Regions from separate parts of the Mus musculus genome. Here region 1 is linked to region 2. Evidence: chromatin contacts called from public promoter capture Hi-C data. All regions are on one chromosome and are shown on one strand. The core of a region is the stretch at or near the end of the contact, and the rest is flanking DNA. Distances in the headings are between cores, read along the strand shown. Region 1 holds the start of Yif1b (Yip1 interacting factor homolog B (S. cerevisiae)). Region 2 overlaps Ryr1 (ryanodine receptor 1, skeletal muscle).

Evidence for each region. Promoter capture Hi-C pulls out the DNA fragments that hold promoters and counts their contacts.
Region 1: a contact with region 2 is called in a promoter capture Hi-C map of hippocampal neurons, with 3 times the contacts expected there. The contact joins the promoter of Yif1b here to the enhancer-like site in region 2. A contact is called at or near these places in 9 of 39 promoter capture datasets (the C10 cell line, the HPC-7 cell line, cranial neural crest and 6 more), 3 of 484 Hi-C or Micro-C datasets (bone marrow-derived macrophages, embryonic stem cells and frontal cortex), 9 of 115 datasets of contacts at active chromatin or transcription factors (acute myeloid leukemia, bone marrow-derived dendritic cells, embryonic basal ganglia and 2 more) and 3 of 9 other capture datasets (adipose tissue, liver and pancreatic islet).

What each region holds. Positions count from the first base shown.
Region 1 is chr7:29,236,888-29,239,587 of GRCm38.p6, forward strand. Yif1b (Yip1 interacting factor homolog B (S. cerevisiae)) reads left to right here and starts at 1,436. Exons shown (of 8, transcript NM_001110201.1): 1 at 1,436-1,549. The coding sequence starts at 1,504.
Region 2 is chr7:29,075,894-29,078,593 of GRCm38.p6, forward strand. Ryr1 (ryanodine receptor 1, skeletal muscle) reads right to left here. Exons shown (of 106, transcript NM_009109.2): 39 at 2,626-2,700; 40 at 1,130-1,244; 41 at 908-1,040; 42 at 277-371. Among named protein-coding and RNA genes, the nearest start is that of Gm26604, 5.6 kb to the left of the region's middle. Within about 2 kb of position 1,273, at least 8 of the 459 cell types and tissues checked have an H3K27ac peak or open chromatin away from gene starts, as enhancers often do. A contact at or near this core is called in hippocampal neurons, where this site is marked.

The sequences.
Region 1 (2,700 bases), core at 186-2,685, 160 kb after region 2:
TTTGGAAGGTAGAAGCAGGAAGATCAGGGTTCAAGGATGTCTTTACCTTAATGAGTTCGAAGTCAACCTAGACTGTGTAATGCCCTTTCTCAAATCAAAAGAGGTAGGGGCATACTAAGGAAGAGAAAAAGAGACACTGAGGGACACACAGGAGGAAGTTAGTTTTCAGGGTTCTATGCTCAAAGTTGTGCTTGTGTGCATTCAACTGTGAGGGCTGTATGCACCTCTGGTGGACAGAAAGCTTGAAGGAAAAGAGCCATGTGAGAACATTTTTATGAACTTCTGGGAAATTGCCTAAAGGTACCTTCGAAGAAAGTTACCAGTTCTTCTGAACTAATATGCTGAGGGCCTCTTTTTCAATCTTTTTTTTTTTTTTAAAGATTTTATTTATAGTAAGTACACTGTAGCTATCTTCAGACACACCAGAAGAGGGAGTCAGATCTTGTTACGGATGGTTGTGAGCCACCATGTGGTTGCTGGGATTTGAACTCTGGACCTTCGGAAGAGCAGTCAGGTGCTCTTACCCACTGAGCCATCTCACCAGCCCCAATCTTTTTTTTTTTTTTTTTTTGTAAGACTAGAGCTCACTATGTTCAAAGCCAGTACTCGTGACTTTTTTTTTTAAAGATTTATTTATTATGATACATAAGTACACTGTAGCTGACTTCAAACGCAGCAGAAGAGGGCGTCAGATCTCATTACAGTTGGTTGTGAGCCACCATGTGGTTGCTGGGATTTGAACTCAGGACCTTTGGAAGGACAGTCAGTGCTCTTACCCGCTGAGCCATCTCACCAGCCCACTCATGACTTTCTTTTTCAGCTTCCTCAGTATTGGGAATACAGAAGTGATCCACTAAGCTAAACTTTGTTTCTCAGCCTAAATGGGCCCTGGTGCCGCATTCCTTTAATCCTGAGCCAGACAGATCTCTGTGAGTTCCAGGCCAGCCTGGTCTACAGAGTGAGTTCCAAATCAGCTAAGGCTACACAGAGAAACCCTGTCTCGAAAAAAACCAACCAACCAACCAAATAAATAAATAAATAAATAATAAAAATGAGTGCTGCGTCTGTGTAAACGATAGATGAGCCGGCATAACTGCAATAATCCATCATTCTCCCCGCCTTTCACGCTTCTTCAGCCTCCCTGTGCTCTCAGTTAACTAAATCGAGTGCCTGCCTGTAAAGAACTACATTTTCCGTCGACTTCGGGCTCAACAATAGGAACGTTTCCTTCCTGCCTGAAGTCTTCTCCTCCTAGATCGCACCAAGCTCCGCCCTGCTGCCGCTAAGGTACGGCCTCTTCCCTTACGTCATTGGCCTCAGTTCCCGCCTCTTATGTAAGCCGACGCCCACTCAACCAGGCTGCACCCCCTCCAGAGGGTGTGGCTTTCTTGCGCTATCGTGAGACCTATTGGGTCTCTCGATACTACTGGGGCGTGGCTACGGGAACCGGGCGGGCCCATTCCAAACTGCGGCTGTGGCGTTCTCGGCCGTGGCATCTAAAGCATGCACGCGACAGGTTTGGCGGCGCCGGCGGGGACGCCCCGGCTGCGTAAGTGGCGTACGTGGCTGGCTGAGGAGATCGGGCGGGCGAGGGGTGTGGCGGGGCCGTCGCGGCGGTTGGCGAGGTCACTCCAGGTCGGACGGAGGTCACGAGATCCCGGACCTGGAGTTTCTAGGTGTGCACAGCCCAGGGATGCCAAGTCCGGGTAGGGGGCGCATCGCGGGTAGGTTCTTTAAAAAAAATTCCTTTAAAAGAAAGCAAGTTGGAGGAAAATGTAGTGCGGTGTTCAGAGAAACGCTACTTCCATTCATTTGCAGTCAGCGATTTGACCTCCTGTGCTACCCACCTTTCCGAGACTCTTCAGTGCTTAGGAACTGTCACCCACGCTCCACAGTACGGCCCCTGGGCACTCCCTGTGCGGACAGGGCCATATTTACATCCCATTTAAGAACACAACCAGTACTTATTGTCCTGCTAACCTCCTTTTTCCAGCTTCGTTAACCTCTTTTCCCAGATGTAAATTTGAATTCCTCTTGGTCTCTCAATATCTATGTCCTGTTTGTTTCATTTATTCATCTAACATAACTTGCTCCTGTGAACCCTGTGCCAGGCCCTGGGCTGGAATTTGGGTACACACTAGTAACCACCAAAGCCCTGGTCCTTGCTTTCTTACAGCTAGAGTTCAGGAGGAAGATAGACACTTTCCAAGGAAGGAAACTTGTCGGTCAACTAGAGTAGTAAGAACCAGTGTGTGTGGTGTGTGTGTGTGTGTGTGTGTGTGTGTGTGTGTAGTCCTGATTGTGACTAGGGTTTGAGGAGGCTCCATTTACCCCTTCACTCCTTAGTGTCTGGCCGGCCTGTGATATGTGACCAGCTAGCATTTATTCCTGTCATAAAGCTGCCAGTACAGAGCAATGGAACTGCTGTGATAGAAGCATGGGGGAGGGTTCATGGTGCACACCTGTAACCCTAGCACTTGGGAGTCGACTTTGAATGCCTGCCTGGGCAACATGTGTTTAAAGTAAACAGTGTGAGAAGTCAGGGGTGGATTCCCAGAGATGGCTCCAGTAAGGGCACTTGCCACCAAGCCTGACTACCTGAGATGGATCTATGGTGGACGGACACACACACACACACAAAGATGAGTTAGTTCCTTTTAATAGAGTGCTGGACAGATGATGTAGAGTGCACAGGCAGAT
Region 2 (2,700 bases), core at 23-2,522:
ACAAGGAGTGGAACTACTGACTAGTGTCTGAACTCCAAAGGCTCTGTAGCCCTACTCCTCTATGATAACCAGGGCCACCCGGATGGGAGCGTAGCCCATAGACCTGCTCCCAGCCCCTCTTCTGCAGAGTAAAGGAGCCACTGGCTGCTGGCTGCTCCTTGCAAGTCAGCCCCTTTCTGATTGGGCCCTGGGATGGCCAGCATCAGTCTGAACAGGGTGCTCAGAGCCAGCATGTGCCCACACAGTTGGGCGTGACCAGGTCTCCTCCGGCCACACCTTTTCCAGGTCTTGCTCTTGTAATGCCAAGGCTAGCTCGTTGTTGTCAATGACAGAAGCAGCAGCTACATCCAAGGGTGTGGAGCCCTGCATGCCTGTGGAGACAAAGAGCAGTTAGAGTTTCCCACTCCTTTTTAAAAAAAAACTATTTAAGTGCATCTCTCTCTGTGTGTGTATGTGTGTGTGTGTGTGTGTGTGATGCAGGTAAACGTAGAAGCCAGAAGAGGACACCAGATCCTTTAGGGCTGGAGGTGACTGTGAGTCACATAAACTGAGTTCTGGGATCTGAACTCTGGTCCTTCTGATAGAGCAATAAGCACCCTTAGCCAGTGAGTAATCTCTCCAGCCCCTCTCAACTCCTGACTGTGTCTCCTCCTCTGGGAAGTCCTTCCTGACCACCCCCTTTGCAAAATGTACTAAGTGCCTCTGCTGGTCTGAGCTTTTCCAATCCCAACGCTCGGGGCTCTGGGTTGGGCTGAACTTTATTCTTTGTCTGCTCTGTGAACTGTGGGTCAGTCAAGGTTGTCTGAGCCACTGTTTCCTAGGTTTGGGTTTTATGCTGTTTTTGAGAAAGAGTCTCAGGGTAGCCCAGGTTGGCTTTGAACTTGTTATGTAGCTGAGGATAGCTCACCCAGGCCAATGCCGCTGTTCTCCAGCAGGTAGCTCAGGTGGTCAAACATGGAGCGCTGGTTCTGCCGGCTGATTCGGCAGAAGTAGCAGAGGAAGCGGCAGCAGCTTGTCACCATCTTGGGGAAGCGGATCTCCTGCAGGGAGCAGACAGGGAGGACCAGTGGTGAGTGCCTGCTCTCTGTGTCCCCCTCCCTGAGCCGACACATCCATCCAGGCCCCTCACCTTTGACTCGCCGCCCCCAAGGACGTTCACCATAACCTCCATGACTGTTTCATGCATACCCAGCGCTCTCATCAGGTTTGGGTGTTGGTAGAAGACTTTGTTATTCATGATGTTCCTGTGAACAGACAGGACATGTGGGGTAAGCGCAGCCTGGGGGCGGGGCAGACATCCAGGGAGATTCATGGTCACCATGGTGACAACAGTCTGCACTCTCTAGGCGCCTTTTGCAGATTTAAATTCATCCATCCTTTTTTGTTTGTCTCTTTTGTTTTAGTTAGGTTTTGAGACAAGGTCTCCCTCTGGTACCCGAGGCTAGCCTGAAACTATGTAGCCCAGGGTGGCTTAACATTCACAGTAATCCTCCCTTTCCAGCCTTCCAAGTGCTGAGATGACAGGTATGAGCTACCATCTTGCTCTTTGAAGAATCATGATTACATCCACTCTGGGAGGCAGGAGTTATACTTATGGGATCTCACAGACACAGAAAATGAGGTCTGGATCCAAGGCAGGCTCCCCTAAGGTAGATGCTGCCTGCAGCATTCCCAAATGTCTGTGTGGGCCCGGCATACAGTAGGAACTTAAATGGCTGAGTTGCATTTGACTCAATGCTCAATCCTATCACGATGTAGCATTATTTAAAACAATTTTTAAAAATTATTTCTACTTATGTGTGTCATGTATACCATGCACACGGAGGAACTAGAGTTATGGGTAGATGCGAGCTGCCTGATGTGGGTGCTGGGAATCGAACCCTGGTCCTCTGGAAGAACAGTAAGTGCTTTTAACCACTGAACCAATCTCTCCAGTGCTCCCCCTTTAGAATTTATTTGTTTCTTTGTTTGTGTGTATGTGGGGGAGGTCCATGCATCCCACAGAAAACTTCCTGGAGTTCTTCCACCACGTGGGTCCTGGGGATAGAACTCAGGTCTTCAGGTTTGGCGGCAATCACCTCTACCCACTGAACCATCTCACCAGCCCAATTATTGATATTTATTATTATTCTAACACAGGGTCTCGCTATGTATCCCAGGCTGGTCTAAAACTTCCTATGTAGCCCACAATGGCCTGGAACTCAAGATCCTCCTGCCTCAGCTTTCTGAGTGCTAAGGTGACAGGCCTGAGATGCCACCCCAAATCTGCTAGCTTGTTACTCTAAGCACAGGTCCCTGAAGCCCCACGGCCTCTCTAAAGGGGAGGCATTGTCCTTCCCTTTGTTACAGCAGAGGACTTTAAGCTCAGAAACAGCAGATGTGCCAAGAGTCACAGTGACCAGGATCTTCTGAGGAGGGTTAACCATTAGGACAAAGGGACATCATGGCGGTACAGCGTGTGGGCGTGGGCATGGGGGGGGGGAAGGGCAGTACAGCACGTGGGCGTGGGCAGGGGGGGCAGTACAGCACGTGGGCGTGGGCAGGGGGGGCAGTACAGCACGTGGGCGTGGGCGGAGGGGGGCAGTACAGCGTGGGCGGGCAGCCAGGCCAGGGAGGCGCTCTCACCCAATGCTCTGGATCATAAGGTTCTCCTCCTGGGGACCCATCTGCACAATGAGCAGTGAGCGGATCTGGCCCAGG